3 separate regions of the Zea mays genome follow, and all the other regions are linked to region 1. A link is a contact called in public Hi-C data. All regions are on one chromosome and are shown on one strand. The core of a region is the stretch at or near the end of the contact, and the rest is flanking DNA. Distances in the headings are between cores, read along the strand shown. Region 1 holds the start of LOC100284966 (protein brittle-1). Region 2 holds the start of LOC103632948 (helicase SEN1). Region 3 has its middle 3.0 kb from the start of LOC103632951.

The links. Hi-C and Micro-C count contacts between places; a contact is called where the count stands out from the background.
Region 2: a Hi-C map of ear shows a contact between it and region 1, with 2.0 times the contacts expected there. The contact joins the promoter of LOC103632948 here to the promoter of LOC100284966 in region 1. A contact is called at or near these places in 5 of 25 Hi-C or Micro-C datasets (ear, leaf and tassel).
Region 3: a Hi-C map of endosperm shows a contact between it and region 1, with 1.6 times the contacts expected there. The contact joins the enhancer-like site here to the promoter of LOC100284966 in region 1. A contact is called at or near these places in 2 of 25 Hi-C or Micro-C datasets (endosperm and leaf).

Annotation. Positions count from the first base shown.
Region 1 is chr7:139,963,777-139,967,612 of Zm-B73-REFERENCE-NAM-5.0, reverse strand. It overlaps LOC100284966 (protein brittle-1), which reads right to left and starts at 2,406. Exons shown (of 5, transcript NM_001157861.2): 1 at 2,094-2,406; 2 at 780-874. The coding sequence starts at 2,294.
Region 2 is chr7:139,721,795-139,725,364 of Zm-B73-REFERENCE-NAM-5.0, reverse strand. LOC103632948 (helicase SEN1) reads left to right here and starts at 2,298. Exons shown (of 22, transcript XM_020541013.2): 1 at 2,298-2,750.
Region 3 is chr7:140,211,158-140,215,261 of Zm-B73-REFERENCE-NAM-5.0, reverse strand. No RefSeq gene overlaps it. Among protein-coding and RNA genes, the nearest start is that of LOC103632951, 3.0 kb to the right of the region's middle. Within about 2 kb of position 1,926, at least 2 of the 20 cell types and tissues checked have an H3K27ac peak or open chromatin away from gene starts, as enhancers often do. A contact at or near this core is called in endosperm, where this site is marked.

The DNA.
Region 1 (3,836 bases), core at 1,157-3,656:
ATGTTGAAACAAATCAGCCAACATCATTTGTTGAACTACATGTTTCAACGGCACAGATGAAATAACTTGCAAAATTTTAAAATAATGTCTGCTGCGCACAAAACAAAATAATATATTTATACATGACAAGAAACTCCTCCTTTTCACTGATAATCCCTTCATCCTGAAGCATTCAAAATTTGTCCCAAATTATAAAGGATTTTAGGTTAATTAACATGCTTACCTACCATTAATGTCTATTGTCAACCCAACCACTAGGCTCGAAATATGGTAAGCACAATATCTCCCCATGATTAAGAGGTTGCATTTATCATTTGTTTTACCCCCAAAATCTGTCCTAGAATTCCTAGCATAGCTTATGTTTCAGGACAGAGAGAGTATAGGGTTTTGGTTATATGCAGCAGTAATATAATGAAAAACTGCAAGGAGAGAAAGAAAGTGTTGTCTGCCAAATTGGATGCGTTAAGGGCCCAATACCAGAAACATCTGTAGCACATCACTAAGGTAGTGCTCTGGAAAAACTAAGTAATTTGTGAATTATCATTGTCATCTTTCAGAACCAAACATCATGCAAAAGATAAATGTGCTATGGGTAATGGGTAATTATCTGGTTGGTGCAATATCTCATCTCGGAAATGCATAATAAGAAGCGATGAAAAGCAAGCTTAAAGTTTCAACGTTGAACAAACTAGATGTAGGATTTGCATCTACGTTTGTAATGTGTAAACAAAAAGGCCAAGTGCAAAAGTTAAAGCTAGAGATAAAAAGTTAGTGAATACCTGATAGTCTCTAGAGGAGCAAGAATAGCCTTTGACATAGCACCAGCTAGTGCTCCACTAGCAAATTCTCTGGCCTCTCTGCTCTCCAAAACAGTCTGCAGTGAATTGGATACAAGAGGACTAAAATAATCAGTCAAAAATCATCACTAGCTTCAAAGTTTAAATTCATAAGGCATCTATGAGAATAGGAGTTGAAGCAACTTCTCTATGGAAAGCCTAGCTGCAACTGCAAGTGTTTTGGCATTGTGTGGTTGTCAATGTACCAAAGAATGAAAAGGGCAAGGGGAACAGAGACAACTGAACCTTTATGCGTAAACATCTTCCAAGTACGTGGATAAAGACCACAGGAGGGATGGATAGAGAAGCACAAATACCATGCCATCTGTGAAAGAAACATTTTGTCCAGACCTGTAACGGATATATCCAGCCAAACCACACCTTTTTCAAACTTTGCTTAACATACGTTTATTCCGTTTGACTTCTGGAAGCACGTTTGATCTTCTCTTCAAGGTTTTCAACCTTAACCAAGTATGTGGGTAACGCTTATGTAGAGTAAAAGCTATTCCTCATAGCCGGTGAGTACAAAATGTTAATATTTCCAACTGTAGCCTACGTTTGGGATTCGATAACCAATTATCGACCTAGGTTGAGGAAAATCAGAAAAGGAAAGGCACATGTGCATCGATTGTATGCACGATGTGGTCCTAACTCCTAAAGATAGCATAGCATCATGCATACCTTAATTGTTGTTCATCAATGGAAATTTAACAGAAGGACTATGACTGAGAAAATAATAAGTTGGAAACGATTATTTGGATGAAGCCACCGAGATGAACGCAAGCATAGAAGGCATTGTAGAACCGTAGAAGCACAGCCCTTATCGACAGGAACAGGAGGCACCTACAGTTGACAAGACTACTGGTGTCTCGGTTGGAAGCTGAACTAGGCCAAAACTCTGCAACGAGGCAACATCTGAGATGACCAAAAGAATCTTCACCGCAGCAAGTTATACTTGCAACAACGGTGGGAAAAAATCTCGCGTGATCAAGGACAGTCCGCATACTTAGCACTTTAGCAGCAAAAAGGCACGCCCTTGTGACAACGTAGGAATCTGAAACTATGTGCCGAATCATAGAAATCAAAAGCCTAAAACTAAACACGCAAGTCGCAACCAATGGGGGAAAGCGCAGTACGCCAGTTTCAATTAGTTCAGAAAAAAAAAGAGTAACCGGCCAAAATCGAAATACGCGTCCCTTCCATCGCTCCAGAAACATGGGATTGGAAGCACGTAAAATCAGGTGGGGATTTCCTTACCCTCACGGCCCCTCCGACGTCCGGTAGCCTGACGCCGATGGCCTCCGCGACCTTGGCGCCGTCGAGGCCGTCGTCCTGAGGCAGCGCCATGACGAGCAGCTCCTTGTAGCCGCCCCCTCCTGCCCCCGCGCCCGGGCCGGCGAAGCCCACGCTGGCGAGCGATAGCTTCCCGCCGCCGCCCGGCGCATCCTGGTAGCCCATGGCGGCGCGTGACCGCTTCCCTCGCTGCGCTGCTTTTGGATTTTGGGGGGCGGAAGTTAATAGCGGGGATGCAGGGGTGGCCAGTGCGAACGTTGTCTGCACTGCTTTGCTTTGCGGTCCAAAAATGTTTAGTACATACTGCTGTTTTGAATGGCACGTATCTCGATGTGGTGTTTGCATGGTGACGACAGCACATTTTCAACCATCAAGGCAGGTACAACCTACACACCGCTAAACGGTACTCCAAGTATAAGACACAACTAAAACATAAATAATATAATGGTCATGTCTAAAACATATGTCTTACCATATTCATTGTACTAATTAGAGCATTCAATAAATTAAAGTGACCAACCAACTAGTCTCCTATCTCGAACATAGAGCTAAGACATTGTGTCTTCGTCAAGATACATGTCTTTAGTTTTTTTACATTCACCCTCTAGACACACTCTAAGACACAACTTAAGACACTCATTGTACATACTCTCGTCATGTCTGCACAGAAAAAAATACTTTATTTGTGGTCCCGGGTATGCGTGCGATGTGTAAATCACTGACCTATGGAGGGTGCGATCATAAAAGAGATGAAGGGGAGAGTGGGTCAGGAGTGCGGATGTCAGGGTTGTCACGTAGCTAGGGGTAGCAAGGATTGATTAAATGAGTAGAGAAATATTTGGATTATGATTTATTATCACCCTTAATATGCAGGGCGTAACTCACTCAAATGTCAATTTAGGCCTTATTCGGTTATTCCCAATACACATGGATTAGATGAGATTAGAAACAATTAAAAAGAAGTTTGATATGTTTGGGATTCAAACTCATCCAATCTCACTCAATCCACATGGATTGAGAGCTAACCGAACAAGCCCTTAGCATTTTATTTCCTCTATCTCTCTAATTAATAGCATTACTCTCTTTTTTTATTACTCATTTAACTTTGAGTTCCAAAAACCCTAATTAATTGGCATCATTTTTTTCTTTTGTTACCACTCAGTTTATAGTCGTAAGAACCTTGGAATTAAGCAATTAAGAGATTCTGCTTGTCAGCTACTCCCTTCGGTTATTTTAGAAGTCCTTTTATAGCACTAGATCAGGAGGCGCACTTTGGTGCGCCCTACAGTAACCATGGTTATGATGAGGCATATCAAATTGGAATTATAATAAAATCTTAATTTGCGGTAACAATTAGACAAAGCAATATGAAATGCAAGAGAAACATAATTAAGTACATCTCTAAAGAACACAGTACCACGCATGGGATCATATCATAACGCTTGATCAGATAGACACAGGCATGAACATAAGACAAGATTTGCCATCAACAGACTAAATATTTCTCTCATATGTGTCCTCACAGGATCGCAAGAGCAACAGAAACACTGGGAATCCTTTTTACATGCATCAGACCCAAAAACAAAGTCTGAAAGTCTTAATGCCATCACAAGATTTTTCTGCTTAACCACCTAGTGGGACTTGAGACTTAACATGGACCATAAAAGAGGCCATCCACAACGAAGTCTTTTACCAAAGAGCCATCCC
Region 2 (3,570 bases), core at 1,049-3,548, 240 kb after region 1:
CCCTTGCAAAAAAGTGCGACAAAAGCCTCCAAGCGAGTATTAAAACTCCCTTCGAGGCTTGGGGGGCTACTGTCGGGGACCATAATTAGGGGTACCCTCAAGACTCCTAATCTCAGCTGGTAACCCCCATCAGCATAAAGCTGCAAAGCCTGATGGGTCCGATTAAGTCAAGGATCGGTCCACTCAAGGGACACGATCTCGCCTCGCCCGAGCCCAGCCTCGGGCAAAGGCAGCCGACCCCGGAGGATTTACGTCTCGCCCGAGGACCCCCTCCAGCGGCGGACACACCTTCGGCTCGCCCGAGGCCCAGTCTTCGCCAAGAAGCAACCTTGGCCAAGTCGCCACGCCAACCGACCGTATCACAGGAGCATTTAATGCAAAGGTGGCCTGACACCTTATCCTGACGCGCGCCCTTCAGTCGACAGAGCCGAAGTGACCGCAATCACTTCGCCGCTCCACTGACCGGCCTGACAAGAGGACAGCGCCGCCTGCGCCGCTCCGACTGCTGTGCCACTCGACAGAGTGAGGCTGACAGCAGCCAAGTCCGGCCTCGGGCGCCATAGGAAACTCCGCCTCGCCCGACCCGGGGCTCGGACTCGGGCTCGGTCCCGGAAGACGACGAGCTCCGCCTCGCCTTACCCAGGGCTCGGACTCGGGCTCGGCCCCGGAAGACGACGACCTCCGCATCGCCCGACCCAGGGCTCGGACTCGGGCTCAGCCCCGAAAGACGACGAACTCCGCATCGCCCGACCCCAGGGCTCGGACTCGGGCTCAGCCCCGGAAGACGACGAACTCCGCACCACCCGACCCCAGGGCTCGGACTCAGCCCTGGCCTCAGCCGACGGTCTCCGCCTCGCCCGACCCAGGGGCTCGGACTCGACCTCGGCCTCGGAAGACAGACTTGACCTCGACCTCGGAGGAGCCTCCACCTCGCCCAACCCAGGGCTCGGACCGACCACGTCACAGGAGGCACCATCATTACCCTGCCCCAAGCTAACTCAGGCTACGAGGAACAAGACCGACGTCCCATCCGGCTCGCCCCGGTAAACAAGTAATGATGGCGCCTCACATGCTCTATGACGACAGCGGCTCTCAGCCCCCTTACGGAAGCAAGGAGACGTCAGCAAGGACTCGACAGCCCCGACAGCTGTCCTTCCGCCAGGCTCCAGCGCTCCTCCGACGGCCACGACACCACACGAACCGGGTGCCAAAACCTCTCCGGCTGCCACGATGACATGTAATTAGGGCACTAGCTCTTCTCCGCTAGACACGTTAGCACACTGCTACACCCCCCATTGTACACCTGGATCCTCTCCTTACGCCTATAAAAGGAATGTCCAGGGCCCTCTTACAGAGGGTTGGCCGCGCGGGGAAGGACGGGACAGCGCTCGCGTAAGCCGCTCGCTCCCTCCCGCGTGGACGCTTGTAACCCCCTACTACAAGCGCACCCGACCTGGGCGCAGGACAAACACGAAGGCCGCAGGTTTCCCCTTTTACGCCTGTCTCCCTCCGGCTTCTTCCCCCCTTCGCACTCCATCTCGCGCCGACCCATCTGGGCTGGGGCACGCGGCGACAATTTACTCGTCGGTCCAGGGACCCCCGGGTTCGAAATGCCGACAATTCTCTAGTCCCTCTAACCAACCGGGGCCTAGACTATCTTCAGTAGATTTTGAAAAAATATGGGACACAGAATTATAGATGGTGTTGTTTAACATTATTTGTAGAGAGAAGTTTAAAATAAAGAACAAGAGGAAGGATACGATAAAGGTTATCCTAGAGATAGCCTAAGAGCAACTCCAAGAGTTCTCTAAAAATAGCTTACTAAAATCATGTTTAGCAAGTTGCTAATTAGCTATTGGAAGTAAAAATAGTTTGATCTTTAATAGTTGCCATATTTTGGGAGTATTTCAATTTTGAATCTAGCTTTGGCAGTCCTACCTCTATCGAACTTGGCTGGCGGCAAGGTTGAGAGCAGAGGATGTCGAGGACAGAGAAGAAAACCGTGATCGACACGACATGTGGAGGAGTGGTGGTCTAGTGCCGCAACTTATTGTGCGACAGTGGTCCAACAACGAAGGAGAAGCTTGTATCATGCACGTTGGACCTAAATGCCTTATTGTTCGAGAAAGTGGAAAAAAGAGTGTGTCCTATCTAACTATCTGAAAATGGAAAATATTAAGCACGCAGGTGTGGAGAAAATAACGGCAACTATGGTTGGATAGGAAGTAACTAAAATTAGCAAATCTATTTAGAGAACTATTAAAAACTATTTTTTGTTTACTTTTAAAATAAGATTTAGAGAGTTGTTTAGAGAATTAGAGTCGCTCTAGAAAGAGAAAGGGGGAAAACAACACGAAATTCGGCTACTGCGCCGGGCGCGAGAACGCGCAGCGTACTTCCCCCAAAGTGGCGGGCACGGAGGAGCGGTTCCGGGCAAGGGGCCGCCATTGCCTATAACCTCGCCCGGCAGATACCATACCATTCGCAAATCCTTCCGTTCCGAAACCGCACTCCCGCGCTCTCGCATTCACGTCTCTATCCCGCGCGCTCGCTCGCCGTCTTGCCGAAACCCTAGAACCACGCCGGGCCGGCACCGATCACGGACCGGCGCCGTCCGCGGCGATGGCGGCGGCGCGGCGGATCGACCTGGCCGACCGTTGGCGCAGGATGCAGGAGGACGAGGACGCCGATGACGGCGGCGAGTCGTCCGCCGCCAAGCACCGGCGACTCATCCGCGCCAAGGAGGAGTGGTAAGTGTGGTTGTGGGCTTGTGGCCGCCCCCATTGCTCCCTCGCTTCGCGTAGCTCTTAAGGCGGCATGGCGGTTGGTACGATGCGTACTCGGCCGGGGGTTTAGGGTTGTCGTCGTGGGTTTAGGATTGCACCTTAGATTATGATTCGTTCGAGCAGCTTGCTGGACCGTAATAAGCTCGAGGTTTGCTTTGGGAAGTCAACTTCCCGGAAGTTGATAGTATAACGCGAATGTATGTGCCTATGGCTTCTCTGTCTCCCCACATTACTTGTAGATTTCAGGTTCTGTTAACGTCATGAATGAAGCATTGTTGTAATGGAATTCATGCTGCTGGATATCTAGTGGCAGTATTATTAGGTTGCGTTTGATTTGGGGAAGTAGTTGATAGGAATTAGATTTTGTGAAGCTTAACTTTTTATTAAATGGTCATTTGCAGACATAGTATGCCATTTGTAATGTGATCAAAAGTAGACCATTGGACACAACGTTTTCAGTAAGGAATAAAAAAATACTCCCTCCGTTCCAATTTATAATTCGTGTGATTTTTTCGCATCAAGTTTGACCAGCTGCCTTATTAAAAAAATTCATAATTATTATTAATTGTTACCGTAGTATTGTTTAGCATATAATGTACTTTAAGTATGGCTTTGAAATTTTCTTGTTATCACAATTTTTTTTTGAATAGGATGAGCTGGTCAAACTTGGTACAAAAAGTCAAACGAATTATAAATTGGGATAGAGGGAGTAGAAAATTCTTTTAATCAGTGTTATCCTGAATGCTAAATGGTAAACAGTCGGTCATCCTCGGTTTAGTGTTTA
Region 3 (4,104 bases), core at 677-3,176, 250 kb before region 1:
TGTCTGTTCGATGGCGCACCGGACAGTCCGGTGCACACCGGACATGTCCGGTGCCCCAGCCACGTCACCAGTGCCGTTGGAATCTGACCGTTGGAGTTCTGACTTCTGGGCCCGCCTCGATGTCCGGTGGCGCACCGGACATGAACTGTTCAGTGTCCGGTGCGCCGGTATGGGCGCGCCTGCCTTCTGCGCGCGCTGCGCGCGCATTTAATGCGTTGCAGGTAGCCGTTGGCGCGAAGTAGCCATTGCTCCGAGGATGCACCGGACAGTTCGGTGCACACCGGACATGTCCGGTGAATTATAGCGGAGCAGCCTTCGTGAAATCCCGAGGCTGGCGAGTTCCAGGGCAGCTTCTTCGTTGGAGCACCGGACACTGTCCGGTGTACACCGGACAGTCCGGTGAATTATAGCGCGCCGGCTCTGGAAATTCCCGAAGGTGACGAGTTCGAGTTGGAGTCCGGTGGTGCACCGGACACTGTCCGGTGGCACACCGGACAGTCCGGTGCGCCAGACTAGAGGAGCCTTCGGTTGCTCCTTTGCTCTTTTGTTGAACTCAATACTTGGTCTTTTTATTGGCTAAGTGTGAACCTTTTGCACCTGTATAACTTATACACTAGAACAAACTAGTTAGTCCAAAGATTTGTGTTGGGCAATTCAACCACCAAAATTATATAGGAACTAGGTGTAAGCCTAATTCCCTTTCACAAAGCATATTTTTCACGACTGTCAGGTTGCTAGTTTCACTTGGAGAGTAATCCAAAATGCTTTAAATAGTCTTGACATTCCAAATAATGCTAATGAGATGTTTGGTTCGTGGATGGGAAATTTCAAAAAAGATGACACAAACCTGCTCATTGTAGGTTGTGGAGTTGTCTTGTGGACTCTTTGGAGAATTAGAAATAATAGATGCTTTAATAATAAAGATCTTGCCGATGCTACTAACATTTTTCTTCTTTGCTGCTTTTGGTTGGACTCTTGGGCTATCATCCAGAAAAGAACAACAAGAATGACGCTGGAGGGAAAAAGCAAGCTAATCATAAGAATTATGAAGAAATCTTCAAAAGAGCATTAGGGTGGACACCAGTTGATCGTCGTATTACGTAAATAAAGACGTTTTCTTGAAGTGCGCTTCCATCAAGCTGTGCTTGGTGTGGTGTCACTGTTTGAAGTACCGCACATTTGAAACCCTCGGTTGGTTCCTCCCTGACACTAGATGTGTTGTGAGATGTCTGTTGCTTAGTTTAAATGTCTTAGTTTGCTACTCTCCTTGTGGCTTTTTGATTCTGTAATAGACTTTCAGATCTAGCTTTCTAGAACCTTTTATGTGATATTAGGCAAGATGTTGTTTGAGATCTAAGACATGTAAGCTGTAAAGTGACGTGACACTTTGGTTTCCTATTTGCTAATGAAATAGGGAACCCCCTTTTTGTTATTTTTTTCTCTTTGCGTAGTAAAAATAGTAGATATAGACCTCATTCTTTTTTTGTACCTCATTTTCATTTTTCTTAGGAGATCCAAACAAGGTTGAAAAGGTTTGATCAAAGTTGATAATTTCTTTATTATTAAAGCTGGTTCAAAACGGCAACAACCAGACTATCCATGTCATCAAAAATTTGTCCCCCGTTTGATTACAAATCAACGGTCCATATCTATCACTACATCAGTGGCAAGTAAACAAAGAAAAAAAAGGACGAGGCTCTCATCTGGAGAGTTCCATTAAAGCTGGTTCAAAACGGCAACAACCAGACTATCCACGTCATCAAAAATTTGTCCCCCGTTTGATTACAAATCAACGGTCCATATCTATCACTGCATCAGTGGCGAGTAAACAAAGAAAAAAAGGACGAGGCTCTCCTCTGGAGAGTTCCATAACTTCCATCTGAGATCTGACACTTTGCCTTTGGATGCTTCTGGCTTCCTCCGCCCCCGGTCCTCTTCTAGTCGCTTCGTCTTCCATCGCTTTCCTCATCTCTGCATCATTCTTTCTTAGTTGCTTTGTCTTTCGTCGCCTTCCTTATCTACTTTGCTTCAGCCTAAACGCTTTGTCTACTGCCGCCTTACTCATCCGCTCTGATTGTTTAGTGAGATACATATTTTTCCCACTCCTTGCTGGTCCGATCCGTTTTGGTGGATATGTTATGAGGTTTCCATGTGCCCATTTTTACACCTGCTTCGTTTCTATCAGTTTCTTTGCCGTCTCAGCTTCCTCGTCAAGTTTTTTTTCCAATGTTTCTTTTTTCCAAGTTATTTACTTCCGCCATATTCGCTATCCGGCGTATCCTAGCTTGGGGATTATTGATTCGGCTTTATCCGGTGTCTTCCACTTCCACAATATTCTCTACACTCACGTTTCCTTTATGTGCTCGAAGTATGTTTATTTTTTCGTCGAGCTGCGTCCTTTCGACCATGTCAAGCGTCTTCTAGCCTAGAGCTTGCTTCGACCATGTCTGGCGTCTTCCAGTTCCACGACATTCTCTTCAATTGTGTTTTTCCGTGCTTCTATCGCTTGCTCGGTGAAGCTTGTATGCATTTCTATTTTGGAGCATGAATGGTGTGGTCCTACTTATTGATATTCGTCTGGTAACACAATCGGGAAGGTGACTTTCCATTTGGCATGCCTTTATTATTTCACAGGCATCCCCTTCTTTGCAGACCTCCATTTTTGGCTGCCTCCAATGTCACTATGACGTGTTATTTTGTTGTTTTCCTTTGGGCGCTGCATTCCATCTCTCTATCCTTCATATTGCTTCTTTGTTTTCTTTACAATTTTTAAGTTACTCTTGGTTTTTACCCTTCGATCCTTTCTGTGCTCTAATGTATGAGGTGGAAAGGCTTGTCACTACTAGATTTGTTTAGGTTTTTTCCTACAGCATGGGAGGCTTCCATATCTTGATTTGCAACATGGAAGTGTGTGTTTCTTGTTTAGTCTACTTTATATGGAAATAGAGTCTGGAAAAGTCAATTTTTTCCTTTGGGTGCCCCTTCAACATTGTGCTCCCCACTCTTGTTCCTTTTTATGGCTTTGAATCTATGATGTGCAGAGTTTATTTTCTTTTTCAGTGTTTCAGCATTTTTTAAAATAGAAAACTCGCTGCATTCCCTTGGGCCAATCGATTCTACATTCGATTCCTCTATGATTTACAATCTAAGCTAGGATGTGCATATTTTGGTTTTCTTTTTCCCTAGATTTTTTCATAAGCCTCGCTGCATTCCCTCTGGGCAATAGAGCGGCTGTTGTAGTGATAAACCTCCAAATACATGACCTGTTAGGATTGTTTCTAATTATTTGTAGCCACGCTATTCTTCAACTTTCGATTCTTTCAATTCGTCAGAGGGCAAGTTTGCTATTTTTCCTTCTTTTTTATATGTAACTTAGATCAGTTTATGGAAACAAATCAGCAGAAAAGGGTGACACGACCACCTCATTGACAAAGAAAGGTGAGCATTAGAATCATTTTCTGCACTTTGTCAAGTCTTCCGTTCGAAAATGCCTTCTGCATTTAGCGTATTAATAATACATAAATGATTGTTAATATGCTAAATTGTTAATTTGTGTTTTGACTTCATTGTAGATTCATTTTGGAACGGTGCTGGGTAGTACCATGCTCCTAGACAACACCAACGTGGTAATTACTTCTTCCCTTATCCTATTTTCTAGACAAGTAAGATTCCATTGGTGGTCTGTACATTACCTCTCATGATCTTTACCTATTATTATAGTGTATAGTCACCTTTATATATGCACATTATGATCTTCAATGTCATTTCCAAATGCACATTATATGCCTAGCTGTCTTAGACGCAATGTTGATTTTTTTTCCATGCTCCTCATGTTCTTTTTGGTGCAACAAGCATGTTATGTTGTCTCTATGCTTGCACACATGTGTGTATATTATGTGTGTACATATTCACATAAGGATATAAACATGCATACACATATACATATATATAGAGATCACTTTATAGCTGATCCAAGGAAAAAAGAGTGCATACACACACACACGGAGACATGTCAATCTATATCTGATCTATCAGGTCTGGAGACACTACCTTGCATAGGTATCTATCTATGTTGCAACCAAATAACTCATCTACAAACTCAAA